Linked DNA regions of Mus musculus: all the other regions are linked to region 5. A link is a contact called in public ChIA-PET, Hi-C, HiChIP or PLAC-seq and promoter capture Hi-C data. All regions are on one chromosome and are shown on one strand. Each heading gives the region's core, a stretch centred on a gene start, on an enhancer-like site or on the middle of the called end of the contact. The rest is flanking DNA. Distances are from core to core; before and after follow the strand shown. Region 1 has its middle 9.0 kb from the start of Timp2. Region 2 holds the start of Engase (endo-beta-N-acetylglucosaminidase). Region 3 holds the start of Lgals3bp (lectin, galactoside-binding, soluble, 3 binding protein). Region 4 holds the start of Cep295nl (CEP295 N-terminal like). Region 5 holds the start of Pgs1 (phosphatidylglycerophosphate synthase 1). Region 6 holds the start of Cant1 (calcium activated nucleotidase 1).

Evidence for each region. Promoter capture Hi-C pulls out the DNA fragments that hold promoters and counts their contacts. A called contact is a pair of places that touch in the nucleus more often than the background predicts. ChIA-PET counts read pairs in DNA pulled down with a chosen protein or histone mark. HiChIP or PLAC-seq counts read pairs in DNA pulled down with a chosen protein or histone mark. Capture Hi-C pulls out chosen DNA fragments and counts their contacts.
Region 1: a contact with region 5 is called in a FOXA1 HiChIP or PLAC-seq map of pancreatic cancer cells. The contact joins the enhancer-like site here to the promoter of Pgs1 in region 5. A contact is called at or near these places in 1 of 39 promoter capture datasets (stem cell-derived epiblast-like cells) and 6 of 115 datasets of contacts at active chromatin or transcription factors (astrocytes, bone marrow-derived macrophages, extraembryonic endoderm stem cells and 3 more).
Region 2: a Hi-C map of CD4 T cells shows a contact between it and region 5, with 5 times the contacts expected there. The contact joins the promoter of Engase here to the promoter of Pgs1 in region 5. A contact is called at or near these places in 2 of 484 Hi-C or Micro-C datasets (CD4 T cells and embryonic stem cells), 1 of 115 datasets of contacts at active chromatin or transcription factors (large pre-B cells) and 1 of 9 other capture datasets (liver).
Region 3: an RNA polymerase II ChIA-PET map of effector CD8 T cells shows a contact between it and region 5, with 10 read pairs. The contact joins the promoter of Lgals3bp here to the promoter of Pgs1 in region 5. A contact is called at or near these places in 3 of 39 promoter capture datasets (cranial neural crest, hippocampal neurons and liver) and 3 of 115 datasets of contacts at active chromatin or transcription factors (effector CD8 T cells, large pre-B cells and pancreatic cancer cells).
Region 4: a contact with region 5 is called in a promoter capture Hi-C map of adipose tissue. The contact joins the promoter of Cep295nl here to the promoter of Pgs1 in region 5. A contact is called at or near these places in 5 of 39 promoter capture datasets (the SN4741 cell line, liver, pre-B cells and 2 more), 2 of 115 datasets of contacts at active chromatin or transcription factors (memory CD8 T cells and pancreatic cancer cells) and 1 of 9 other capture datasets (adipose tissue).
Region 6: a contact with region 5 is called in a promoter capture Hi-C map of pre-B cells, with 3 times the contacts expected there. The contact joins the promoter of Cant1 here to the promoter of Pgs1 in region 5. A contact is called at or near these places in 6 of 39 promoter capture datasets (the C10 cell line, the SN4741 cell line, hippocampal neurons and 3 more) and 3 of 115 datasets of contacts at active chromatin or transcription factors (effector CD8 T cells, memory CD8 T cells and pancreatic cancer cells).

Annotation. Positions count from the first base shown.
Region 1 is chr11:118,362,051-118,366,762 of GRCm38.p6, forward strand. No RefSeq gene overlaps it. Among named protein-coding and RNA genes, the nearest start is that of Timp2, 9.0 kb to the left of the region's middle. Within about 2 kb of position 1,336, at least 259 of the 459 cell types and tissues checked have an H3K27ac peak or open chromatin away from gene starts, as enhancers often do. A contact at or near this core is called in astrocytes, bone marrow-derived macrophages, extraembryonic endoderm stem cells and 1 more, where this site is marked.
Region 2 is chr11:118,474,677-118,478,853 of GRCm38.p6, forward strand. It overlaps Engase (endo-beta-N-acetylglucosaminidase), which reads left to right and starts at 2,156. Exons shown (of 14, transcript NM_172573.3): 1 at 2,156-2,428. The coding sequence starts at 2,310.
Region 3 is chr11:118,399,446-118,403,606 of GRCm38.p6, forward strand. Lgals3bp (lectin, galactoside-binding, soluble, 3 binding protein) reads right to left here and starts at 2,514. Exons shown (of 6, transcript NM_011150.3): 1 at 2,341-2,514; 2 at 283-356. The coding sequence starts at 334.
Region 4 is chr11:118,341,202-118,345,582 of GRCm38.p6, forward strand. It overlaps Cep295nl (CEP295 N-terminal like), which reads right to left and starts at 1,333. Exons shown (of 3, transcript NM_021440.2): 1 at 1,112-1,333; 2 at 376-472. All of the region lies in intron 1 of Timp2 (tissue inhibitor of metalloproteinase 2), which reads right to left.
Region 5 is chr11:117,984,930-117,989,794 of GRCm38.p6, forward strand. It overlaps Pgs1 (phosphatidylglycerophosphate synthase 1), which reads left to right and starts at 1,928. Exons shown (of 10, transcript NM_133757.2): 1 at 1,928-2,084. The coding sequence starts at 1,951.
Region 6 is chr11:118,417,382-118,422,150 of GRCm38.p6, forward strand. Cant1 (calcium activated nucleotidase 1) reads right to left here and starts at 1,737. Exons shown (of 5, transcript NM_001025617.2): 1 at 1,549-1,737; 2 at 193-273.

The sequences.
Region 1 (4,712 bases), core at 86-2,585, 380 kb after region 5:
GGTAAGGTAGGTTCCTGTCGTCTCTGTGTGTGACACTGAATGCCTCTAATCCGAAAGGATGCTCACTGAGGCATCCGAGGCATCTGGGTATCAGGAGCTGGGGGTGGGTGGGATCAGGCGAGGGTGCAGGTTGTCAGTGACAGGACACCCCTCCCCCAGCTTTAGAACTCTTCCCTCTATGGCAGTGGGAAGGCCTTGGCCATAGCTCATCAAGTACCCGCTTTTAGGTGATGTTTGCTTGGCCCGCCGCTCCTTTCACTTTGGCTTTCCTGTTATCCTGTCCCATTCATCTTTAAAGAGAGGGGGGCTTGGCATCTCCCACAATATGGCTCCCCTTTCCCAGGTGTGCATCCCATAAGCCTGTGAACACAGCATTCCATAGCCAACCTGCAGGCAGCCTTGTGTAAGGCATAACTTCATATCATAGTGACAGTCCTGCCCCCACCCATGTTGGTAGGGGGACTTCAGACTGGAAGGGAGGAGGGATGGATGGAGAGAGGAAGGGGTGGGTAGAGAGAGGGAGGGTGTCCTGGTGGGGAACAGGAAGCCTTGTGATGCTTGGCCCCAAAGAATTGCCACATCTGAACTATGCTGGATGGGCCAGCATCCCAGAGGAAGGCTGACTTGACAGTGACCGCCCAGCTTCAGCCTGTGCACAGGCTGGTGTCACAGGGAGGGACTCTGCAGGGGCCAGGTCCCTCCTCTCTCTTCCTTGGGGCTTCCATCCTAAGAAGGAGGCAAAGCCAGGGATCTCTGCCCTTTTCCCAGAAAAGAGAGGGGTTTGGAGAGCAGGCTGCTGTGGCTTTGGATTCTTAAAAGTCTCTGGCTTCCCCTTCTCCTCCTCTGGCCCCCCTTCAGCCCCCGGCCCCTGTCTACCCCCTCCACCTCCCTTAACCCCATCCCTCCTCTGGTCCCCCCACCCTGTCCCTCCTGGGCTCTCTGGGACCCTCTAGACCAGTTCAGTGAAGCACTGAGGAATGTAGCTGATGCAGGGAGTGGACGCCCCTGGCTGCTCTCATTTCCTCATGCCCAGGCTATTTCCTCTTGGCCCTGGGCATGTGGTCATGTGCTTTTGCTCATGAGGAGCGGGTTGTGATGGGAACCCTCGCCCCTCTGCTCTGCCTTTCCCCAGGAAGCAGCCTCAGCAGGCAGGGAGGGGTGAGGGACCCCAGAGCTTGCTGCCCAGCTCAGCAGGGGTTGCCTGAGGGTGGTGGTTTCAGGTTCCCTGGCCCGCTAGTCAGCTAGTCTGGCTAGTCTCTCTAGTCCCGGATGGGAGGCTCAAGAGGCTCGGGTTTCCCCCGCCACCACCACCATCCTCTGCTTCCTTTGGTGTTGGGGAGTGACAGCCTTTGGCCATGATGTCATTACCTAATCCAAACAGAAGGGAGGCTGGGCTCTGTGGTGAGCTGCAGGCCAGCAGCGCTGAGTGCTACAGCATGGTAAGGCTGTGTAGAGAACCCACCCCTTGCATCTCCCAGGTCCTCTTTTCCTTTCTGCGCTCCTGACCAGCCTCCCTTCCCTTTCTTCTTTCTGGAGATGCTGTAGCATCCCTGTGTCACCACCCCTCAGCCAGGAGTGCACACAGGGCTAGATGCAAAGTCAGCCCTATTCTCTCCAGGGGCAGAAGGACCAGGCTTGGGGTGGGTCTCATCCTAGCAAAGCGATGAGGAAGAAGAGGGGGAGCGAGGTTTCCTGGGAAGGGAGGCATGGTGTCCTGCATCTCCTCTGCTGTCTGAAGTGCAGATCCAGCATCTCTCTGCTTTGCTACAGCCTGCTCAGCTCTCCCTCAGCTATAAAGGGCTGTTCGGCATCAAAGGCAAGAGGAACCACTCAGGACAGTGGTATCCATTTGTGCCTGGAGCTTCCTGGGTAGAAATGCGCCCTGTGACAGACCCTGTCATCTGGTTCTGTCCTGGTGTCCTGTGACCCGGGAACACAGGTGAAAGCTAGTCATCCTGCCTCCTCAGCCCCCTTCTCTGCTTCTCCTGGCTGCAGAGCTGTGCCACTGTGCTCACAGGTAAAGTCAGGGAAACTCAGGGTGACCACGGCTTCCAGCACAGAATCCCTGCTGGGGTCCCTGCAGAGGCAGGAGGATGCTGTGGGCTCTGCCTTAGCACCTGGTCATTTGTGCTATAATTTTGGTGCTGTGGGAAAGCAGGGAATGTCTGGGACATGTCCCTCTAGTCATTCTTGGTGGCCCCATTAAATATCTCTTCCCCGTGGAGCCCGCTCAGCCCTCACACTCTTCCACCTAAAATCCTGGCCATCTGAACACGATAGAGACTGTCCCAGTCCCAGACCTGGGATGGCATGGTGACAGAGAGTGGCTTGATGAGGGATAAAAAAGGACTGTGCCCAGTGACCTACCACAGTGGCCTTATTTTAGACTGCTGTGGCTTGTCTCACAGCTGACTTGTTCACAGGTCTATCCTCCCAATCCACTGAATATTTCTTTTACTTTGTTTTGTTGAGACAGGGTCCCTGGCTGGCTTGGAACTGACTTTGCAAACCAGACTGGCCATGAACTCACAGAGATCCAGCTGCCTCCAGAGCACTGGGGTTACAAGTATGTACCACCAGGCCAGCCTCTGGGTGAATGTCTCTTAAGGTTGTAGTTCATTTGCTCAAAAGTATTTCTTGGGCACACAAGCCATGTGCCAAGGCTGTTCTGAAGCTGGGGCTACAGATAAGCAGGATCTCTGTCCTCTTGTGTGGCACAGACCACCGCTCAGTAGGAAATAAAAGGCATGGGCTTTGAAGATGGCTCAGTAGGTAAAGTGAATTTGATCCTATGTAAGAGCAGAGCGTGGTGGCTGTGCCTGCAAGCCTTGTACTGGGGAGGCAGAGTCAGGCTTTATCTCTGGGGTTGTGTGGCCAGCCAGTCTACCCGAACCAATAGCTCCAGGTTCAGCGAGAGACTCTGCCTCAAAAAAATAAGGGGGAGAGTCTTGAAAAAGACATCCCAATGTTGACCTCTGGCCTACACACACACAGGAAATACAGAGTATAACAGGCTCCATCCAATGGTGTTGCCTAGAGCCTTGTAGGGGCCCAAGTGAGGGGTGAAGGCTGCTGCCTGGGAGAAATAATGGTTCAGGGGTTGGAGGCAGAGTCCTCCAGATAGCTGGGTAGGCACACTTGGAGAGCCAGTGTGCTGGATGTGTAAGGCCAGGGCCCAGGAGCCAGGCTGGCTGTGAGGAGGGGAGTGGGGTGGAGCCAGCGGTCAGCAGGGTCTGAGATGAGCTTTGGTGCGGGGAGCCTGCAGCAGCTGTTGGTGGTGACTCACTGCTGAGCAGAAAGATTGGAAACACATGTTCCCTCGGAGAGGCAGGCGTATTCATTACTCAGAGCTGAGGGTTCCTGTTGAACCTGAACCTGGGTGGGGGTTCAGCTGGCAGCAGGCAGTGGTGAAGCCCGGCTCACTGTCATCACTTGAGCCACTGACCTTGGCTCACCCATGACCAGACCGTAGGAGACACCGAGGGTTCATTTCTAAGATAATGGCTGCCAAGTATCACATTAGCCAGTCTGGTTGCCCTGTTGTCTATCCATTGGAAGTTCTTTTGTAGTAAATACCAGATATCATAGTTCCCTTTGGAAAAAAAAATGTGTGTGTGTGTGTGTGTGTGTGTGTGTGTGTGTGTGTGCACTCCCCTCATGGCCTACCTAGCATGGCTCCTCCCACTACCTGGTGTGGCTCCTCCCACTTCCCAGCATGGCTCTGCCCCACCTGCCTTGTCCTCGTGTGCTTTCCAGGCAAGTCCATGACCTGGTACCACTGTCCCTCCAACTCCACCAACACTCTTAGTTCAAATCCTTCCTTGCAATTCTTTCTTCTCCAAGGCCTGTTCTCCACCTGAGTGGGTCTGCACTGGTCGGAAAGAGCAGCATTCTAGAGAGATCAGAATGTCCCCTCAGGAGGCCCCTGGGTGGGAAGGAAAACACTTGAGCCACGATAGCCCGATAGCCGGTCTAGGAAACAATAGCCCCCTTGGACTCTTTCAGAATGGAAGATGCTCTCAAAGCTCAGCCCTGGAGGAAGCTCCATACTTTCTGACCCTGTTCCTGAAATTTGAGAGAGGTGTGTTCCCAGAAGGTTGTGTGCAGCCCCATTCCCAAGGCCTCTGATCTCTCCGGCCCTGGTAGAGAGGGAAATCTAAACCACGAGCAGGCAGCTGCTCTGGGCTGGAGGGTTATCTGGAAGGTGTGTCCTGGCTGCTCCAGGCTGGAGGGTCATCTGGAAGGTGTGTCTTGGCTGCTGCTCTCATGATGCTGGCTGCCAGGGAAAGGACTGCTTTCAGATTCTCTGTGATCTGAGAAGGAAAACAAGAGCAGGAGGGGAAGGGGGACTTGACTCACAGACTCAAGGATGCAACTGTGACCCTTGGCCTGGTTTGCAGAGGGAGAAACACAACAGATCTATGGCTGAGACAGTCCGGCTTTCATAACCATCCTCTCTCTCCTCTGGACCCAGGGCGGCAAGAGCTCTGTCTGCTGTTCTGAAGGGCAGTGACATAAAGCAGTCGCCACTGTGAGCACTGTCCCGAGATGTGGAAACGTGAATGGTTGGAGTCACCACAGCCCCAAATTTCCCCATCAAAAATGTCCGTCAGGACCATACCATTAAACCCAGCCAGCAGTCAGAAAGCAGAGGCAAGTGGATCTCTTTGAGTCTGAGTCTAGGGAAGGCTACGTAGTGATACTTTGTCTGA
Region 2 (4,177 bases), core at 906-3,405, 490 kb after region 5:
AGAGAGAAGGACAGAGGCTATTCCAGGGGCCAAGATAGGTCAGATAATCTGTGATTAGACCCTAGGTCTGCAACATTCCAAACTCTCAATAATCAAGGAAGTTCTAACCGGTTAACCAGCTTATAAAATGCAGCTTCTTTCCAGAAACTGTTGTTCATACATCATCTTAGATCCAGTCACTATCACAGACAGGATGTGCTGGGCTCAGTTAAGCACCTTTGCTCCCGGGAGAGCCTGCGTGAAGTGGTCCAGGTTGAAGCTGTGTCTACTCTATGGAAGATCCAGGAGGCTGCTTCTGTCCTACCATCCTGTACACTCTCACAGGCTCAGGTGGCAGCCACAATTCCAAGCATCAGAGCCTCTCCCGCGCCCGGCAGCCAGCAGGAAGCAAGGCAAGAGAAGTGCAGTGCTCGCTCAGAGCAACAGACTCTTGGCCTTCCACACTGGCCCTCAGTTTCCATGCTTCTCCTTCTTCTGGTCTTTGGAGCATTATGGGGACTGAGAGGGAAAGGGCGAGACAGTGTTAGGCTGTGTTATGGGATGCTGTCCTCTGGGCATGACACAACTATCGTCATCTAAATTGATCCCCCGCTCACGATACTTTCACAAGACTGGCCTATCATCATGCCCTTGTAGAAGGAGTGGGGAGTTGGGGGTCAGGTCATCAGACCCTAAACTGAGAATTCAACCAGTTCTTCTTTTCCACTCATGACCCTGTCCTAGATGCACAGGTCTTGGAGGGGGGGCACCTAGAGTACAGAGGCAGGGAGTTGGGAGGTGGAGGGACGATCTACACAGCTTTCAAGATAGTTGTGTTTGCTCCACAAGGCGTTATAGTAGATGACTGTGTTTGGGCTTGTGACCTGCTACCTTCTCTCTGTCGCAGCCCCACACAGAGCTTCCCTCCCCACCCTGGGTCAGTGGGAAGAGGTGTCCTGCCAACTGTGTCCCACAGATCAGAGTGTCCTGCTCCCCAGCGTCCCTTCCCTGGCCGACTGGCCAACAGGCAATGTAACCAGGGCCTATATTCAACCACCTTAGTCACCATCCCCACCCTTGGCGTTTATGGATGCTTGGGGCCTCATAAAGCTCAAAGCCTGTAAACAGTAATAAAGAGGCCCAGAGAACTTGGCTTGGGCAAGCTGCTGTGGGGCCAGAAGCTGCAAGCTGCAGAGGGGTATTGGGCTCAGGGAGGAGAAGCCATTTCCTCGTCTTCTGGCATTTCTGCTCACCGCTCTGAACACAGGACCATCAAGGTTACTGTGAATCTCTTCTGTGCCCAGGTACTGTGGGAGGTGCCCTCTGGCAGATGCAGCTTCCTGGACCCTGAATACTTGAGAGGATTTATTTCCTGCAGAACACAGGCTTAAGAGTAAGAAGAATGCATTCAGGGGAAAACTATCCATGCTCACCATGCTGACCACCCTACAGGACAGATGGAAACAGTCCCTCCAGGTCAGCAGCACTGCCCCCATCTCTCCACCTGCCTTTACTCCTAGGTTTCCCATCGTACCTGGCTATAGCATCCCATGGAGCCCTGCCTCAAGCTGGTTATAACACCTCTTTCTTTTGTTCATTAGTAAGAAAAGACAATCGTCAGCCTGTGTTGGTTATCCAATTCCAAACGGTCAGCCCTGAAAACATTTGCATACAAGTAACATTAAAGGGACCGAACAGGTTGTGTTTATATATACACACACGTAGATGACAAACATTAAAGAAGTAAAAATCATGAATTTGAGAGAGATTGGATGAGGTACACAGGAACTATTGGAGGGAGGAAAGGGAAGGGAAACATGTAATTATATTTTAATTTCTTAAAAAAAGCAGAATATTACAGGTGCCTGTAATATTAGATCCCATCCAGGAATCCAGGGATCCAAGGAGCCAGGGACCCAGGGAAGCTAGGCCACCAGTCTCTGTGGCCCAGTTCCAGGGCTCATTGCTAACGTGTACCGACTTGGTTGTCGCTGGCAGATTGTTTCATTCGTCTGGAAAGAAAACTTCGTGGCTAACTCTAAATAACACTTTTTTGGGTCTCAGAACCTTGGGCTCAGGATCCACGCAGCCCCGCCTTTCTCCTAGACCCCGCCCATCAGGTCCCGCCCCGTCTCTCCGGTTATTTAACTCAGGCTCTACACCCGCCGCTTGCAGAACGTGGACAGATCCTAGCCGGAACTCGGTGCGAGCCAACCGCGGCGCTGCACACTCACCATTGGCTGAGAGCTGCGGCAGGGGCAGGCCCAGGCTTGCGATTGGCTGTTGGAGCAGTGTCTGGAGGGCTTAGCGGTCGGCAGTCGCTGACAGTCATGGAGACCTCGTCGGTGCTGACCCGGGGAGCTGCAAGGCAGCGGAGCCCCGCGGCCCCGGAGAAGCAGGCGCGGGACCAGACGGAGCGGAGGCCGGGGCGGCGGAGGCAGGGGCGGAGGTGCGCACGGCTGGGCTGAGCTCCAGGTCTGGGCTTGGGGTGGCCATGCTGCCTGTCGTGCAGCGCGACACTGTCTGTCGCTTGCGGACAAACCTACGTCCCTCCATCCTTCTATCCCCGGTCGCAGACGGGCCACCCGAGCAAGTTAGCAGCTCCCTTGTTCCTAACCTATGACGGACCCTGTCCCAGCCCATCGGGATCTCGTTCTGGCAGTCTGGCGCCAAGGCTACTGCACCTTCCTTTGGCCCTATAGATTAGGCAATCCCGAACATGGATGGCTTTCTGTTCGTGTAATATTTGAACTGAATCTTTAGGGACGAGGACTGTACTAGGTGGATCAGAATGAGCAAAGGCACAAAGGCAAAGAAGTGGACAGACATACCCCCCTGGTCCAGGGTTGTAACCCCGTGGTCGGTGGGACACTGGGAAAGGTATCAGCACAAACTTGATGTGTCCTGCTTCGTTTTTAAACCCACAGCAGTGAGACAGATGGGCTATTCAGACTTTAGGATGGTTGCTGACCGACGGGAAAGGTATTTGTGGGTAGAAGCCATCCTAAGAGGTCCTTTTCCTTCTTACTGGAGGGACATTCAGGTGACAGGTGGGCATGGGCAGACGGGATGACTTTGAGTTCCTTTGGGTGCAGCTGAAGGATAAAGGAGTCAGCCAGGGGGGCGCCATCTGGAAGAGGAGTATTTGGTGGTGAGATTTCAAAGGCGGGTGTTTTGCATGGCCTGATGACACAGGCCTTTAATTCCAACTCCTTGATGGGGTGAGGCAAGAGGATCACAAGTTTGAGGCCCCAACCTGGTGTAGTGAGGCCACATCGCAAAAATTAAAATGGAAGGTCTTGAGAGAGATTCATGGCAGAGCACTTGCCTAGGATGTAGGAAGTTCTGGGTTTGAGCCCCTAGCACCACAAGAAAAAGATGACGTCTCCATTTTAGCCTGCTACTGTCTGGCCATCCCCGCAGTTCCAAAGGCTCCTCAGTTTACTTACAGAGGGACAGTGTGATTGATGGCAGAACCTGAGGAGGGAGCTCAAGTCATTCCTGATGGCCTCAGGCCCTGGGGGCTTTTAAGGATGCCAGCTTGGATAACTGTGTACCTAAATGGCTACTATAGTGTCACCTCACTACTCTTTAAAGGATACTTTGAAACATATTAACAAATGAACAGTTTCTGATTTTGCTGTACTCAGACTTTGCAACTTCATGAAGCCAATGTAGTTATTCCTTGTATTATTCAGTTGCTGAAGATGGGGGGGGGGAAGGGGGCGGTGATTTTGCTGGTACTCGAAGACCATATCCCTTGGCCAGAGAAGGCCTGTGGTTCTAGGAAGTGTTTAACTTGGGGGTTTCACCTGTTGGGTGGGGCTGTCATTGGCGTCTGTCCAAGCACGAGCAGGCCTTAGTTGCTAATAAAGAAGATGAACCCCAGATCCCCTTTTTCTGGTGCCGTGCATGCCTCTGGTGTGTATTTTATAAGCCATGTCCTGTGTTATTTAGCCATTTGCTTCCAGCAGTTATTTACCCTGTGGGTGCCTGCGAGTGTAGCTCACCTACCATGTGCAGAGCAGAGCCCTAGTTCAATCACCAGTATAAATGGGGGACTGTGGCAGAGCACCCCTCTAGTCCCAGCTCTTAGAAGGTGGTAGGACAGAGATCAGAAGTCAGTGTCACCCTTGACTACACAGTTCCAGATTGACCTGGGCTACATAAGACTTTGTGTCAAAAAACAAGAGCAAAT
Region 3 (4,161 bases), core at 1,264-3,763, 420 kb after region 5:
CCCACACACACTCCAGGACAGCACGGGCTGTGCTCTCCCTCCTTGGCCCACTGATGAGATGAGAAAAAATTTCTTGGCCTCTTCTTCAATACCTGCATTTCACTTGGGTGCGGGGGAGCACCAGGGGCCATACGCCACCACCATTTAGAATGACAGAGGAGCCACATGGGAGAGAATCCTGAGACATGGCTCCTTGCAGGTTGCCATGCAGCTTTTCTGCAAGGCAGAGGGGGACAACCCACAGAACAAGGCGTTTGGGACCTTTCGTGGGGCAGGACTCACCTTGAGTCCCTGGAACCAGCAAGAACACAGAGAGGAGCCACAGGAGAGCCATTGCCTGGCCTAGAAGCCCAACCCTGCAGCAGAAAGAACAACAAAGTTAGACTGGCAACAGCTCTCCAAAGGAGACTGGCAGTTCCATGGCTCCCTGTCCTATTTGTAGAGGATGGGATGGTGTTGTGGGTGGTACTCTTGTGTAAGGCCCAGATGGCTATGTGATGGCTCTCATGCAGGCCTCTCTCACATGCTCTGCAGGACAACCTTCAGGTCAGCAAGAGTCCCCAGATGAGGCAAGTGGCTTGAGGGCTCCTGGCAACGAGAACCCAGGAAGCAAACAAGAGCTCTTTATCTTTAGCTGGCCTTATCTGTAAGTAGTAGCTAGCTGCCTTTGGGGTGTGCAGGGGACAAGATTTGCCAGTCTGTGAGGACATTGTAGATGAGGTTGGAACTCTCAAGGGGAAGTGACAGAGGCAGTGTAGAAGGGTCTGGGACTTCATGATGTGACCTGGGGATGTGGGTCAGGGTCAACCACCACGGTGCTGACACACAGGACTCAATACTTAGACTCTTGCCTGTATGTAGGATGTGCCCCACCCAGGCATTGTCCCTCAGGCCCTGCAAGGAGCGGGGCAACCCACAGAACAAAATGCAGCAGCCTCAATGGACTCTGGACTCGTTCTAGGCCCAGCAGGCAGCTTGGGACTGGTAGTGGATGGTGCTACAGAGCTCTGTCTCCTGGGCAGGAACTGGAAGCCACAAATTGTTACTCCGACCAGGGGCCCAGAGACAAGCAGTAGAGATATTTCAGGTCCAGTAGAAGCACCAGGATTGGCCCCTCCCCAGCCCTCTCCCACCGACCAACCCCCACCCCAGACATTCTGCACCAGAGCAGCACGAGCAAGCCCTCAGGGGGCCAGGGCACTTGTAGCCATCTTGGCAGGGGTGAAGAGATCCTAGGATAGGCTTTGGCTATCCGACTGCGGAAGCAACAGCAGAACTGGAACTCCCCGGGAGTCTCACGCTGAAAGGAGAAGGCTGTTGCCTGGTGATAGCCAGAGAGGAAGCCTGTCTCCAGGAAATAACAGCTCACTCTGGGATTTACAGCCCAGGCAAGCCAGTTAGCTATGTATACCTCTATGTAAACCTCATGTTAATATCCCCTAATAGACTCTGGGCCATTAATGGGGGAGGCCACTGGATTCCTCTTAGTGTGGCCACATTAAATAAATCTCCTTTTTCGGCTTTTCACTGTTATGTTTTTAATTGGACCATGGAGGATGGGTGGCTGAGTCTGGCTATCAGGGGAGCTTTCTGGGCATAAGCTCTGACCGTTGAGTCCTATAACACACTGATGGGTGGGACTTGGCCCTTAGTTCTGTGCACCCCACCCCCACCCCCCAACTGGTTCCCACCAGACTTCTGCATCTAGTCAAGCACAGACCCAGAACAATATACAACTCACAAAGTTCCCACATCCCTAATGAGAGCCGAAGCTAGAGAGCCAACTGACTCCAGATGACACAGCCAGTGAGCACAGGTTAGGGTCTGCCCAGGGGTGGCCTCCTTCTACCACAAGGACCCTGGTGGAGGTGGAGGGAGCCAGAGAGTCCCACATCCGTGTGGCAAGGCATTACCCCAGTTTTATCCCAAGAAGGCCTGGGCTCTGGGAAACCTGAGTCCCAGGCAAACTGCACTGGGTGCCCACTCCCTGCATTTACTATAAACTGTGGTCGTAGGTTTGTCCATGCTGGGTCAGGCGCTCTAGGCCTTGGGAACATTGCAGTGTATGTGGATGTTGCTGTCCACTGGATGACAGAGGCTGTTTCTGCCCTACTCCTTTGTGTGGGAAGATGGGACAAGCCTGCCTATGCTGGCTCATTCAGTACCACTGAGTAGGTAGGTTTAGTCCTGGGAGAGAATCTACAGACCCAGGAGGGGGCCGGGGATAAACTCTAACCCACTCACCCCTTCAGCTGTTCATTCAGTGGACATCCTGCCCAACTGTATTGGCTCCTGTGCTCTGGCCTGCCAGAAATCATGCTGTGTAGAGTGGAGACTCACCTGGGAGCAAGAGAGGGACTCAACTGTCCCTCAGGCAGCGAGGCAGTGGCTGAAGGCAGTCCTGGAGCCTCCTTCCTGGCTGCAACTGGAAGCCTTCTGTAGACTGTTCAGCAGAGAAAAGCTCCACCATGTGGCTTTCCTCAGCCTCGTCCCAGGAAATGCTTTGTAAACCTCACCTAGTTTCGATTTTCAGAAAACACATGACAGAGGCTGCTTCTGGGGTTGGCTGTCAGCAAGGCTAATAGCCTTCTGCTTGCTGCTCTGTGGGGCAGAGGGCAGGCACCCAAGCGCCCTGTGCTGAGCTGATATACTGAGCTGATGAAACAAATATAAGTCCAGGCTAGCCAGGCAGGCACCCTGTGGGGCAGCTTGGGGGATGGTTGGAGCAAATACATCTCCAGGCTGGCCAGGCAGGCATCCTGGCGAAGGAGAGTGGAAAGATACAGAAAGAGGGCCTAGGAGCAGCAGCTCGGGTCAGACCGTGTCTGTGAATGTGGATGTGGGCTGGACTATCCTTTCCTGGACCTGGGAATGCTGGCTGCCCTTAGCTTATGCACAAACCTACCATGCGCAGAGCGAAGGTATGTGGGCCACAGAGTGGTCCTGAGAGACAAGAATAGCGATATAAAGGCTAAAAGCAGAAAGCAGGGCTGGGGGCTAGAGTGGCTTGGTGGTTAAGAGCACCACCTGCTCTTATGGGAGGCCTGAGTTCAACTCCCAGCACCCATGTTGGTTGGCTCAGAATAGCCTGTAACTGGCTTCAGGGGCTCAGACTCTGTAGGCACCCACACCCAAGTGTGCTCATGCATGCACACATATAATTTTAAAAATTAAATCTTAAAAGGTTTCTACAATACCTTTTTTTTTAAAGTAGGGCTAATTGGGCATGGTGGAACACACCTTTAGCTGGAAGGCAGAGGCAGGTGGATCTTTGTGAGTTAGAAACTAGTCTGGTTTACATAGTGAGTCCTAGGTTAGTCAGGGCTACACAGAGAAAGCCTGCCTCAAAGGAAAAAAACAAAAACAGAAACAAAACCGAAACAAAATCCTAAAACAACAACAACAACAACAAAACTACCACCACCAAAACTGCTTCAGCGGGTAAAGGGACTTGCAGTAACCAATCCTGATGCTATGAATTTGACCCCTGGGACTCACTGTAAGAGAAAACTGACTCCTGTACGCTGTCTTGATCTACACAAGTGTACCGTGGCATGTATGTACATGCATGTAGACACACACAGTAAATAAATGTAAAAATATATATATATAATTCAAAGAGGCCTAGGGAGATGGCTCAGTAGTTATGAACACGTGCTGCTCTTGCAAAGGACCCAGGTTCCATTTGAAACACCCACATGGCTGTTCACAGTCACCCATAATGCCATTTCTAAAGGATATAATGCCCTCTCCTGATTTCCATGGTCACCAGGCACACACGTGGTACACATACATGCATGCAGACAAAAGTTCCAAACATGTAAGATACACTAAAATTACAAAGGCAAATTTCCCCAGACTTATGATGTTTAGACAGTGGCCTAATTCCCAGCAGCTCCCTGCAGCTCCCCTGGCACCAGCACTGTAAGGTTTCCTACCTCAAGACACCCAACTGTCCTCTTGAACACTATTCAAAAGGTCTGACACAAATGGCCCAGGAGGCAAAGCCAGGTGACTCAGAATTGGTATAAAATCACCCTGTTCCTTTTCAGGTGTATGGTTCAGGAATTCACCGGCTGGGTTTCTGTCCTTGGTGTCTACTTTTTTTTTTTTTTTTTACACCAGTTCTGGTCTGGCAAATCCTTTTATCCTGTGCCTTGA
Region 4 (4,381 bases), core at 83-2,582, 360 kb after region 5:
TTAAGTGTTGAAATGGCTAGGAATATACCAGATAATAAGAAATGTATAGATGCTTGAGTAACAACAGCCAGACTAAATGTCAGCAGAGCAAGGGAGAGTCGGACATGCAAAGAGTTTCTTCCCAGATGGTTCTGAGAAAGGAGAGAAGAGGCCAGGAATGCTAGCAAGATCTCAGGACAATGACAAAAGGCAGAAACCTCTGCAGGGCTGGAGGATCTGGGAGGAGGGCAGGTGGTACACTGTGCGCCCAGAGAGAGGTGGTGATCAATGCTATCTCAGCCCCTCATCTGTGAAGTGAGTGACAGCAGTTTCTCCCATCGCTGTGAGGACCACCCAGATGCTCGGCCAGTTATGTGGGGAGAGGGTGGTACTTACGGTATGCGTCTCCAGATGACTGAGCCAGGCCAATGAGGACACATTACAGGGAGGCAAAGGCTGGCCGGGTGAAAGGAGGCACTTTCTATGGAGCTGTCTTAAAATCATTGGGTAGGCAATGAGACACCCATCACTGGAGGCATCCAAGCCAAGCCCAGGTGAAATAAACATCAGAGATGTTTCTAACCCCATTTCTCTATACTCTACGACACAGTACGCGGCCTCATGGCCCGTTTCTGGCCCCTCCTCCCTCAGCTAAGTTCCAGAGAAAGGTCATTCCTAAAGGCGCTGGGCTGCGTTTTTGTTTTTTGTTTTTTTTGAAGTGGTGTCAGAATCTCTCCTGGGGAAGGCGTGGCAAAGTATGTCTTAGCCAAGCTCACAGCCCCTTTCTCACCCAGATTCTGGGGGTGGGGCTACACGCGGACATCTGACCATTCCCCCATGCTCTACCAGGAGAGCAGGGCAGCCAGTTGAGGGGGTGAGGAACAAGCTCAGATCCCCGCAGACAGACCTTGTGGTAAGCTGCCCTCTGACCTCAGGGTTCAGGCATCCACCAATCAAGAGGGGCACTTGTGGCTGATGCAGGTGGGGCCTTACTAAATATAGGGGTGGTGTTCACCACCTTTCCAAGTCCCTAGCCAGCTCAGGGGCACCCAGCTGCCATTCTTAATGTCATGACACCTCCCACTCCTCAGAGCATCTTGTCTTCCCACCCCCAGCCCCCCGCTGTCAGCACCTATTCTTGCTGGTAAGACGGACTTTTAAATCTGCATCAGGTCACGTGGCCTGGTCACACGTTCTCCCCCAACAGCCGGCACAAAAGACCCCCCCTCCCAGCGGAGAAGGGGCAGACACCGCAATCTTGTCCTAAGGTGGTCCAAGTGGGGTTTCAGGGGTCACTGACCCAGGTTAGGTGGAATTACCACTCCCCACCTCTGCCAGCAGCCCTGTCTGCCCTGTCTGGTTAACCAAGGGAGGCTGTTGCCATGGGAACAGCAGAGCTGTGGTGCTGTGACATCACCTCAGGGGTGAGGTCAGATACAGAGACAGGCCAGCCAGAGGACAAGTTTCCAGGTGAGAAAAGCAATCAGAGATTTGTCTCAAGTGGCAGGGACTGTGAGCTTTTTGAAAGCAGTCTGTTTGAAGAGGTGTTGATGAGCAATGTAGAAAGCCTCAGTTCACAGCCACAGCCTGGAGGAGTGCTCCCTCCCCTCAGACTGGCAGCATCACGACCTCCTCAGGCTGTGCTCTCCCACCCCAGCTGTCAGAACATTAAGAGGACAAACATACGTAAAGATCTCAAGGACAGGCGCTTCCCATCCCTCTTCGTGCAGAGACAGCAGCTGGCTGGACTCGGGCAGAGGGTATGGGCTACTTCCCAACAGCTCTGAGAAGCTGACTGAGGCAGGAGAAGAAAGAATCCTAGCTCCGGCTCCTCGTTCATTCTTAAACCTCCTTAGACCTCAAAGCTAGACATCCTTGACTGTGCTGGAGCATCCTCTAAAAGTAAGACCACTGAGGGTTTACTTTGGGGAAGGTGGCTTCGTAAAGAGTCAAGCTTAAAGTTCCTCCTATCGAGGAAAAGTAAAGGGCAGGGCAGGCCGAGCTGTGGAGAACGCAAGATGAGAGGAGCTGAACCTGGAACCAAAGGCTGTGGCCGGATGGAATGAGCCCCTGGAAAAGCCACTGCCCACTGACTTGGACCAGCATATGCGTTATCCCCACACGAGGAACTTTCTCCACGAAAGCCGCCTCTGTTTTTCCGGTCCCCTTTCTCACACTCTTGTGATGGTTTATTTTCTGTGTCAACTTGACTGAACCGGGGAATACTCAGCTGGTTAATGAACTAAGGGACACCCAGCGAGCTGGTAAATGTGGAGGTGTTTCTGCATGGGATTAACTTTGAATCATACTGCTTGGGCTACGGGTGTCCAAGCTTGGGGATCCAGACGATGTCGGGTGTGAATGAATATCTGTTGTCTCCAGCCATCTGGGCTCCTCCTGGTCCCTTGTCCTTTGCTCTCTAGAGACTATCCACCCCCACTCACAGATGAAATCACACCACTGCTTTCTGGTCTGCAGATACCAGTGTGGGCTCTTTCAAACTGTGGGAGCCCCATTCCCACTCCAAAGCCCGGGCCTTCTCTCTGTTGATTCTGTTTCTCTGGAGAACTCACAAACAGAGCCCTGGGGTTGATCTTTCTGTCTCTTTCATCTTCTTCTTCCTGGTCTTACATCAAACCTTCAGCAAGAGAAAAGTCCCTGGAGAGAGGCTTCTAGAATATGCTGGCACTTTTGCCAGGTGGCTCTTTCAGCCTGCCCCAGCAGGCTCAGTGCTCTCGGTTTCCATGATTGTTCTCACTGGGTCTGTTCTGGAATGAAGGTGATGCTGCCACCCCTGGCCCTGGCCTTCTTGGCTCTCCTGACACCTCCCTTGCTGTTCCCAGAGACCCCAAGCTCTATATTAATCCAACCAGCAAGCTGGAGAGGTGCTGGCTCAGTCTGAGAAAGTGCTTGCTGAGTTGGCATGAGGACCTAAGTTTGACCTTCAGCATCAAACTGGGGTGGGTTGGGGGTTTGGAGGCTCATGCTTGCAATCCCTGGGCTGAGACGGTTCAGACAAGAAGTGAATCTCATGGGAGTCACTGGACAGCCAACCCTGCCTAACCAATGAGCCCCCGGGTCTTACACACACACACACACACACACACACACAGAGAGAGAGAGAGAGAGAGAGAGAGAGAGAGACAGAGAGAGAGACAGAGAGAGAGACAGAGAGACAGAGAGAGACAGAGACAGAGAAGCTAGGAATAGTGGCAAGCTCTTGTAATCCCCACATTGGGTAGAGGGAGACTGGGGATTCCCCAGGGGACTCAATGGCCATCTAGACTAGCCTAGTGAGAGACACTGTCTCAAAAAAACAAGGTGTAGGACTCCTAGGGCATGGTACTATAGATTAATTGCTGGCACGTTAATATACATATGCACGTTGGCACACACATGTGCACTCATGCAAACACACATATAGAAAGTCATCCGCATTGTCACACTAGGTATCATAGTATGTGCCTGTAATCCCAGCACTTAGGAGATGAAGGCTGGAGAATCAAGGCCAGCCTGAGCTACATGAGATCCTGTCTCCAACAACAACAAAGCAAAACAAACAAACAAACAACCTAAATATCCACTCTGCTAGATGACACAGGCCTCGCTGGCTGAGACCAACCAAGTCTAGATGGTACTAGGCTGGTTATTAGACAATCCTAGCAAGTACAAACTTAAAAAATACATGTATAGCTCATGTCTATTTTAGAAAAAATGAAAAAAAAAGGATGCACTTGCAAACAAGAGTTCCCTCATATGCCCTCATTTTTACAGTTTAATTTGGAAATACCCAAGCCGGTGGGGGGGGGACGGCAGGGGGGGGATGTTCAGTGCTGGAGTGCTACAGTGTAGGAGGTCCTGAGCTCATCCCAGCAGCACGGGAGTGAACAAATGATCGCATAAGCTGCAGACACCTGACAGCATGCACTTATGACCTCAGACACTGTCTGCAGCTGCGTCTAACCTCCTCCCAAAGTAAAACAAGACTGAATAAACGTGTGACCAAATGCTTACTGTTATCTGTTACCAATTCTCTCAGAAAAAAAAAATTCCTGGATACAGGCTTATTTTTATAATCCTGATTGCTTCTGTCTGCATGCCCACGGGAGACTCCAGAAGGCGTATGTTGAGACACACACAACATCTTTGTCACCAAGCCTCCACAGGGACACCCAGCCTCCTGTCCAAAGGAACAAGCACCGTCCAAAACCAGGAAGCCTGCTCCTGTTTGAGTCTCCAGGGACTCCTGACACTACCACTGTACTGGTGACCTTGGGCGAGTCACAGACCTCACCTTCTCGATCTGTCTCCCAAGGGAGGAGTAGAGAGAAGATGAGCTGGGCTCACATGTCCCTGAAGAAAAGGGTCCCCCTTTCCATCCACAGCATCACAATATAATGGG
Region 5 (4,865 bases), core at 678-3,177:
CTGGAGAGATGGCTCAGGGGTTAAGAGCACTGACTAGCTCTTCCGAAGGTCCCGAGTTCAAATCCCAGCAACCACATGGTGGCTCACAACCATCCATAATGAGATCTGATGCCCTCTTCTGGGGTATCTGAAGACAGCTACAGTGTACTTACATATAATAAATAAATAAATCTTTTAAAAAACTAGTATATTATTTATTGTTATTGTGTGTATATGTATGCTCTGGAGTGGGCACATGTGTGGAGGCCAGAGGACAATTTCCTCAGCAATCTCCTTTATCCATTGAACCATCTGGCTGGACTTTCCTTTTTAATTTTATTTTTATTTAAATTTCTGAATGCTCATTTATTTTGTGGGAGCAGCAGGCACACAGATGCTATGGCGCACATGTGGAGGTCAGGGGACAAATTGAGTCTCTTTCCTACTATATATGTTTTGAAGTTGAAACTCTGGTTGTCAGCTTTGGCAGCAAGCACCTTTATCTACTGAGCCATTTTGCCTGCCCCTGGTAAATTTTATAAGTGATGCCATGAAATATTATTCTAGGGTATCATATTCTCATGGAGCTATGGCCATCCATTGTATTGATACACCACAGTGTATCTAGCCAACTCCTTCACTGAGATTTTTTGTTTGTTTTTCAAGATAGGGTTTCATTGTGTAGCCTTGGTTATCTTGGAACTCATTCTGTAGACCATACTGGTCTTGAACTCACAGAGATCCATTTACCTCTGTCTCCACAGTGCTGGGATTAAAGGCGTGCACCACCACCACCACCACCACCACCGGCTGTTTCCACACTTTTCAATAATGGGAGAAAGACTGAGATAAATATTCTTTTGAAATGTGTCATTCACTTTCCTGAAATAGTTTGGTGGAGGTGAAATTCAGAATGTTAGTTCAAGTGTTACAGCTTTAACTCCATCATCTCTGGGGTAAAGAGAATTATGACTGTTTTACAATGTTTCTAGCTTCTAAGTCCCAGAGCATGTGAGCCAGGGAAGGAATTAAGGGCATGAAAGTCAGACAGGGGCAGAGGAGGGTCAGGCCTCAGGGTGCTGAACTGAGTGATGATGCACACGAGTGCGGGCACAAAGCAGGGGCTGGCTATCTGACAGGTGTTGGGCACTGAGCTATTGCAAGAATCCTTCCTCTTGGAGCCAGGCAGGTGAGTTGAGGGCGTAGGGCTCAGGAAGTTATCAATCTGACAGGTGTCAGGACTCTGAATGATCACTAGCTTCCTCTCTCCTGGAGCAATGCAGGTGAGTTTAATGCGCATGGCGGCAGCTGTCAGTGTGACAGGTGCTAAGATGCCACTGACATCCTCCTCCTTGCTCCCTCATGTGAGTGCATGGCAGCAGCTGTCAAACGGACAGGATTGAGGCGCTGAGCAGTTACTAGCTATTCTCCCTCCTGGACTCTCATATGTGAGCGCAGGGTAGCAGCTGAAAGTCTGCGCTGAGCATCCTTCCTTCTTCTTGGAACAAGGCAGATGATCATAGGTCGCAGGGCAGCAGCTATCAGTCTGACAGGACTCCGGGCGCTGAGCTGTTATTAATCCTCCTGGACCTTTATGTGAGCGCAGGGTAGCAGCTGGAAGTCTGACAGGTAGTCTGGTCGCTGAGCATCCCTCCTCTTACAGCAAGGCAGATGAGCATAAAGTGCAGGGCAGCAGCTGCTAATCTGACAGGATTCGGGGTGCTGAGCTGTCACCAGCATTCTCCCTCCTGGACCATCAGGTGAACTTAGGACTGTAGTCCATGCCTCCCGCCCTTGAGCTCCCTGTCTGGCGCGACGCGGTGCCCCAGAAAGGATACAGAGAGGCAAAGACAAGGGAATACAGCCTATGCAGCTGTCACTGCCGCTACCGCGCCTGCGCGCTGGCTCCCTGTTCGCGCTCGCACTGTCAATAAAGTTCTCGCGCGCCGGAAGCGGAAGCGGCGGGTCTCCATGGCGGCGCCGGCAGCGGGCCCGGTGTTCTGGAGGCGGCTGCTGGGCCTGCTGCCTGGCAGGCCCGGGCTGGCCGCGCTCCTGGGCCGCCTCTCCGACCGTCTGGGCAGGAGCCGGGAGCGCCGGCGCCGGAGGTGAGAGCGCTCGAGAGGGCCGGGCGGGGGGTGGGGGACTCGCTGTCTCCCCGCGTGCCGGCGGCTCAGCCAGGAGCCCCGTGGGCGTGCACCGTGCAGGAGCCACCCGGGGCGAGCTCGGGGCTGCGGCCCGGCCCTGGGGCCAAGGCTGCTGTGCTCCGGGCTCGGGGCGTGAGTGTGGCAGTCGGGGTTAGAGCGGTGAGTTGGCCGGAGTGAATCAGCCCTGCGGGGACCCGGTGCAGGCTGGCTTCCTCACATCCTGCCGGAGACATTTCTCAATCCTGACTCAATCGGTACTCAGGCCCGTGAAGAGGAAACACTCGAAACTCTTTCTGCGCGCGTTCGAAAGGCTTGTTTCTGGAAAAGTACTGAAGTGGGTTGTGTAAGCGGTGAGGGAAGCTTTGAAGCAGTTTGTTCAGGCAGTGGTCCTTTAAAGGAAACATTTGCCAAGAACAGGCTCAACCAAGAGGCCTGATGCTATTGCTAATTTTCAGGAGCGCGCGAGATAGATATTGAGATTGTGTGTTTGTGTGTGATATTCTCTCGTGTGGATATGTTTAGAGACTTCGTTTTCTTTTTCTTCAAATGCTGGGGCCCAAACCCAGAACTCCATGCACACAAGGCAGGTGCTTTACCACTGAGCCACATCTCAGCTCCTCCTCTCTCTCTTTAAAATAAATAAAACAATTAAAATAATGACTGTGTGCTCAGGTGGTGGTAGGGGAAGTCGGTTCTCTTTTACCACGTGAGTTGAAGTGATTGAAATCGGATCATCAGGCTTGGCAGCAAACTCGCTGGACCCCCAGTTCTTTTAGAGACACAGTTTCATGTATCTATACTGGCCTTAAATTGAGTAACTCAGGTTAGCCTAATACTCCTGATTCTCCTGCCTCATGTCCAATGCTGACTCCCAGGTGTGAGCTGTAATGGCCCATTCTGGTTCTGTGAGTAAGATCTGTGGGTAAGATCTTGTCTCTAGATGGCTTGAGGTGCAGTCACCTGCGTTGGTTCTAGATGTGGGTCATTGATTTACAGAGTAACAGGGAGCTTGCCAACCCAAGCACAAATTAGACTTAGAGGACCTACTGAATGACAGAATCAAGGCAGACAGGCAGTCTTATCTCAGGTTGCCTGCTGATCAGAATGGCTCTTTCCCCCAGCCATTCGATTGGACGGTAGAATCAGGTGACGCTTATTACATCAGGGCACCAGACCACTGAAAAATGTTAGGTTTCAAAAGTTCTGCCTGAAAGAGGAGCAGTTTAGGAAGCTTTGTTGATTTCCTTTTGGTTTGTAAACCTCAGTATTCATTGTTCAGCTTTGGTGCTGATCTCTGAAGGGGGCTCAGGCAACCTACATGAACTATATCCCCTATACCACTGGGTATCAAATTCTGGATAGGCAAGCACTCTACATGGAGCTGTGCCCCTAGGCCTGACAGGGCCTCACCTCAGGTTACTTTCGAATATCCTTTGTAGCTGATGGTTATGAATTAATGGCCCATTTGTCTACAAGTGCTAGTCTTACCAGCATGTGTCACTGTGCCCAATTTCATGGGCTAGATAGGGGACATTTCCAGGGCCTTGTGTATGCTAGGCAGTTAGATAACTTTACCAACTGGGCTACCCTCCCCCCACCCTCTGCCCTAGTGTGTGTGCTTTGTAGCCCAGGTTAGCCTGGCGCACTGGGTCCTCCTTCCTTAGTCTCCCGAGCACAGGGATGACAGGAGTGCACCTTGCTTTTCAACTCCTGCTTTATCTTTTTTTTTTTTTTAAATGAAAAGCTTTGTTGTGTGCCCATATGTGCATCCTAATTATTGAACACAAGTCTTTGGGCTTGGTTGCAGGCAACTTTACTTGTTGAAGTATTTCATTGTTCCCTTTAAAAAATTAAAAAAAAAAGATTTTGTTAGTTTGATTGAGACAGGTTCTTACTTTATAGCTGGCTGGCTTGACTCTTTATGTAGACCAGGCCGGCCTCAAACTCATAGAGACCTACTGGTTTATGCCATGGAGTGCTGGGATTAAAGGTGTGGCCACCACACTCAGCCCAAGATTTTATTTTTATTTGCAGTTATGTGTGCTTCCATGTGTAGGTGCGTATGATGCAGGAACCCTTGGGGGTCAGACGAGGACATTGGAGTCCCTGGTGCTAAAGTTAAATGCACTTGTAGGAATCAGACTTAAGTCTTCTGCAGGAGCAGTGGACACTCGTAACCCCCGAGCCCTCTCCAGCCCATGAATGTTCCTTTGAGACAGGATCTCAGTCTGTGTCCCTGGCTGTCCTAGAACTTCTACGTAGATCAAGTTGTATCTTTAATTTTTCTTTCTTTTTTTTTTTTTAATTTTTCTGAGGCAGGGTTGAATGTAGCCCAGCCTGACTCAGGCCCGCTATGTTGTTAAGGGTGGCCTTAGCTCCTGGATGGGGGATGGCAGGTGTGGTGTGGCAGTGAGGGTAGTCTCTGTAGACTTCTTACGTGACTCATGTTTCTTTGAGACAGGATTTCATTCTCTTGGGGTGGCCTTGAACTCCTGATCTTCCTGCCATCCCCTGAGCTCTGAAACTGCCAGCATGTGCTACCACACGCAGCTCAGCTTCCCCAAAATCTTTGCAGTACTCATGGCTCCGTATTTCTAAACCGAAGGATTAAGTCTACAGTTGAGTGGGGCTGGGGGTTGAGTGACAGACTTGTGACAGTCAGTCTAGGACTCGAGTTCTTTGCTGTGTGTTCAGAAGCTCTTTGTTTTACAGTTCTCAGGGTAGGGGCTGGGGTTGGTGTTT
Region 6 (4,769 bases), core at 487-2,986, 430 kb after region 5:
AAAGTCTTTAAAGTCAGTATACAAGGTTTTAATTCCTTCAGTGTTGGCATTTAAGACAAGCTTTCCAGAAATTCTCAACACTCACTGGCTTCTAATAGGTATTTTCATGCCTCTTGACAGAGAGGGGAAGGAGTGTGGACTGCCATCCACTGTCCTCAAAGGACAGATACTAACACGCACTGGAACACCTACCTGTATGGCCACGGCGAAGACAGCCACACTGCGAAGGATGTTCCAAGGCTCAGGTGACAGGGTCGCACGTATCTGTGGGAGCTTCATGGGCACACATGCCACAGTCAGGTGGGTGGCAACGGGACACCTGCCTCTTCCACTCTCTAGACCTCTCCTCCTGTCCCCGCTGCTCAGCAGGCAGAGGATGTCATGCATTCCTGGACACACTGGTGCATATTACGTGGTAAAGGGGACTGAGGGACAATATGGTCACAGTACATGGTCCATTCAGTTGCAAGAAGCATTTACTTTTTTATAACAGGTCAAATGGAACAAAGAAAGCAAGAAAGCACACAGAATTCTGTCTCTAGCCAAGCAAAGACGCTCTGGGCTCTATGTGACAGAGATCCCTTGTCTTATCCAGAAGGAAGTAGGCTGTGCTCACGGGTTCCAGCAAGACTGCTAGGCCGAGGTCTAGGGAGCAGCTCAAAGGAGGGCCTGTAGCCCAGTCCAGAAGGATGGTCCTCAGACAAGCCCCAGAGGGGCAGGGAGAAGGAGTTCCCAAGGCAGGGTCTGCAGTACATGCAGGACAGTCTTGGGAGCTTGTAAGATCTAGTCAGTCAGGCCCCACTGACACCGTGAGACCAGGTTCCCAGGTCTAAGCTTTGTCCAGTATATAGACCTGAGATGGAACTGGGAAATGAAGCTGGTTACTGAGGCACTCCCGAGTGACTGCAGAAAGGTGCTTGGGTTTACTGGAGGCGTATGAATGTCACAGGTGCTAGGGGCAGGAAGCTCTGTAAGGATGGACCAGGTGATGCCCGACTTCGAGGCTGGGAGAGTCTAGCCGAGATTAGGGTTGTATGTGCAGAAAGGGACTAGGGGGTGTGCAGAAGAAGCAGGGGGTGTCGGTAGTCGGGTAGTAAAAAAGGATAGTGCACTATGCTGCCTAGGGGGAAGGTCCAATCTTAGATGACAGCAAGAAGAGCCAGGACAGGAGCAAGGAAGTGGGCGGTTACAGGTGAGGATGGGGTGCGTAGGTGGGTCTGTTAGAGAGGTGATCAAGTGCCAAACTGGAGAGCCCGTGCCCAGGCCAGGCAGGGAGGGAGGGAAGGTACTGTCGCTAGGGGCATTTGAAGCATGCTAGTCAGAAGAGGAAGAAGTTTCGCACTACTTCAGCACGGCACCCTCATCAGAAAGGGGAGGTCTCCCACACAAGCCAGAGGGGGAAAGACGTCTGTCTGTCCGGCACCCGTCACAGCCTAGCTGCGGGGGGGAGTTTGAGGTGCCTGGGGCCGGGCCGGACGGATGCGGGTGGCAACAGGCCCCAGAACACAGCGAGGGAGGGCACCCGGCCGCGGGCGCACCGTCACTCACCCACTGAGGGCCTGGCTCCGGAGCCTGCGGGCTGCCGCCTACCTGCGTAGGGCCGGACAGGGCAGGCGGCCACTTCCGCCCCGCCGCGCGCTCCCGGCAGTCTCTGTTCTGCGCCTGCGCCTCACTCTGGCCGCGCGCTCCCGGCAGCCTCTGCTCTAAGTGTCTTCCTGCGCCGCACTCTCGGTTGCCTACAGCCACGTCTTCCCGGCAGCCTTTGCTCTATGTGTCTTCCTCTACTCGCCCACCCAGTCTCTGCTCTGCGCCTGCGCACTGAGCGCCGGGCTGCTGGGAATCGTAGTTTTTCGCTTGAGCTTGTAATTGAGGCGCGGAAATCCAGCAAAGGAGTTGTCTGTCGTTCCCCAGTTAAGCTTCAGGGTTCTTTGCCTGGTCCCCCCGACCTTCGTCTCAGGAAGTTTAGAAGTTAGGACTCCTCTCTGCCGCCCTAGTCCTCAGACCCTCTTCTGAGCAGTTCCAGCTGGTCATAGCCAATGCTGACCAGATTCCACAGCAGGACCAGAGGATGGTGGTGTGTTCCCGCCGCCGACTGTAGTCAATAGCCCTTACAAACGGAGGACCCCGGTTCATCTTTTCCCAGCCTGCCTTGCCCTGAGCTCTGTGCTGTGTGATACCGGCTCAGTCCTAGACAGTGGTGGCATGTAAGGACTTTAAGAGGCCCTCATCAACCATGGAGAGAGTCAGCCCTGCCTCCTGACTTCAGCCTCATCCCTGAGTCTCCCAAAAGCCTTCTGGGAAGTAACCGATGCACAGTTGGGACGAATTCAAAATATGTAACCCAACACGGTGAAAAACAACCCTTTCTTCCACCCCTTTTTGTCCTCTGGGACATACACTAACTAACGTTAGAATATATACTAAATTACATGTGAAAAATAGAAATGTGCTGGGTTCCCTCTTCTGTGCTTGGGTTGGCAGGCCATCTTTCTTGAATTCTCTGATGTTCGTGTCAGACCAAACCAAGTCCCAATCAGCCACCTTCTATTTGTTACAGCTTCTCCACTCGGAATAGCAGATTGCTCGTAGGATTTTTAAAGCACTCTAGGTATTCCTTCCAATTCCCAGCTCCTCTCCTTACACCTGCAACGGGAGGCATGGTCCCGAATACTGTGCTCATCTTTCTCAAGCCTTCCTTTGCAGACAACACATAGCTGTGCAACTCTAAATAATACATTGCTCAGTTCTGCCCAGCTTAACCTTTATGAGAGATGGCAGAGTCGGTGTTCCAGGGGCGCGCGCGCGCGCGCGCGCACACACACACACACACATACACACACACACAGAGAGAGAGAGAGAGAGAGAGAGAGAGAGAGAGAGAGAGAGAGAGAGAGAGAACACGCATCTGTGTGGGTTTATATATTCACAGGTGCACTTGCGTTCCCCTAGAGGCCAGAGGACAACCTCGGTTTCTGGATGGCCTGGAACTGGCTGAGTAGGCTAGCCTGGCTGGCCACTGAGCCCCAGTGAGTCCCAGGAAGCTCTAGTACCCCTTGCACCAGGATTGCAACACCACACCCATCATTTTCGTAACATGATTTCTGGGCAGTGGATTCACCTCTGTGCTTGCAAGTCTATCACTTTGCCAGCTGAGTTTTCTTCTCAGCCCTGTCATATCTTTTAGACGGTGTGCAATTCTTTTGTAGCTATGGTAATATCTCTTTAAGAAGAAATCCATCCCTTCCGTATTGCTATTGTGCAATACTAACCTTATCCGAATGATGTTTCCATAGGCACACAGGTCTGTTTAGGAGATGTTGGGTTGCATTGATACTTTTGTTACCAGCTTCAACACTTCTTTCTCATCATCTCGTTGCAAGCTTCAGAAGTTGAATGACACAGTCCTGCAACTACCCAGCAACTGACCTTTAGGGACCTTGAATAGAATTACTCCTGTAGAGTCAGGAGACCAATGAGGTTTTTTACCATATACAGTCTTCTACCCAAGACCATAGGGAAGCTATTTAATTCCACCCTAAAACATTCTTTTGGAATACCTAAAATCTCACATTTCAACAATACTTCAGGGAATATCCTTGTGTTATTAAAGCACAACTATAAAATGTACCTAGGATAAATTCCTAGAAGAAAACCTACTGGCCCAAAGTACGTGTTCATGCAGGAGTGAGTACATGTCCTCCAGAGCAGCAGTCTGCAGTGGCTCCATGGCTAAGAAAAGCCAGAAGATCTGCATTCTTCTTTGCATTATGGGAGACGCTGTCATAGCTGCCACAGGATCGGAAAAGTACCTGAACTTCCTCACCCTCCATGGAGTAGCCTACACTCTAGTAACAAAATGCAGGCAGCGAGAGAATAGCACATCATATTCACAAAATCTCTGTTTAAGAAATGAGAACCTTCAAAATCCAGAGAATCCCGGGAAACACGTGGCTCAAGCTGTCTTCAAACTAGCTATACATCTGAGGATGACCCCAGAACTGATACTCCAACCTTCCGAGTGTCTGGGATTACAGGTGTGCACCATCACACCTGGTCTGTGTGGTGAATGGCTGGAGGATGGCGCCCAGGGCTTTGGCATGCTCAGCACACATTCTACCAGTTGAACTCCAGCTCTAGCCTGGGAACATTATTTTAATGCTTGGATTTGATGAAGAAGGAACTGCATATATAAACATGATTGGACAAAAGGAATGTGACCTAATGGGATTAGGATGAGTGGGAGGATCTAGTGGGAGGACCTAGTGGGAGGATCTAGTGGGAGGATTTAGTGGGGGACCTAGTGGGAGGATTTAGTGGGGGACCTAGTGGGAGGACCTAATGGGAGGATCTGATGGGAGGACCCACTGGGAGGACTTAGTGGCGGGGGGGGGGTAGGGGGCTGGTGAGAGGATCTAGTGGGAGGAACTGGCAGGAATGTTTGCTTGGTGTCTCCTTGGCCCTTTGCAGCAACATTGGCCAGGTGGGGAACAAGACTCCTTCTGGCTTGAAGTTCATGTGGGATATCACCAAACAAGATGGGTCAGAAGACTTTTCAAAAATATGTAAACTTCCTCTTTTAAGAAAGACTTCTGGGGGCTGGAGAGATGGCTCAGTGGTTAAGAGCACTGACTGTTCTTCCAGAGATCCTGAGTTCAATTCCTAGCAACCACATGGTGGCTCACAACCATCTGTAATGGGATCTAGTGCCTCCTTCTGGTGTGTTTGAAGATAGTTACAGTGTACTCATGTAAATAAAATAAATATATATA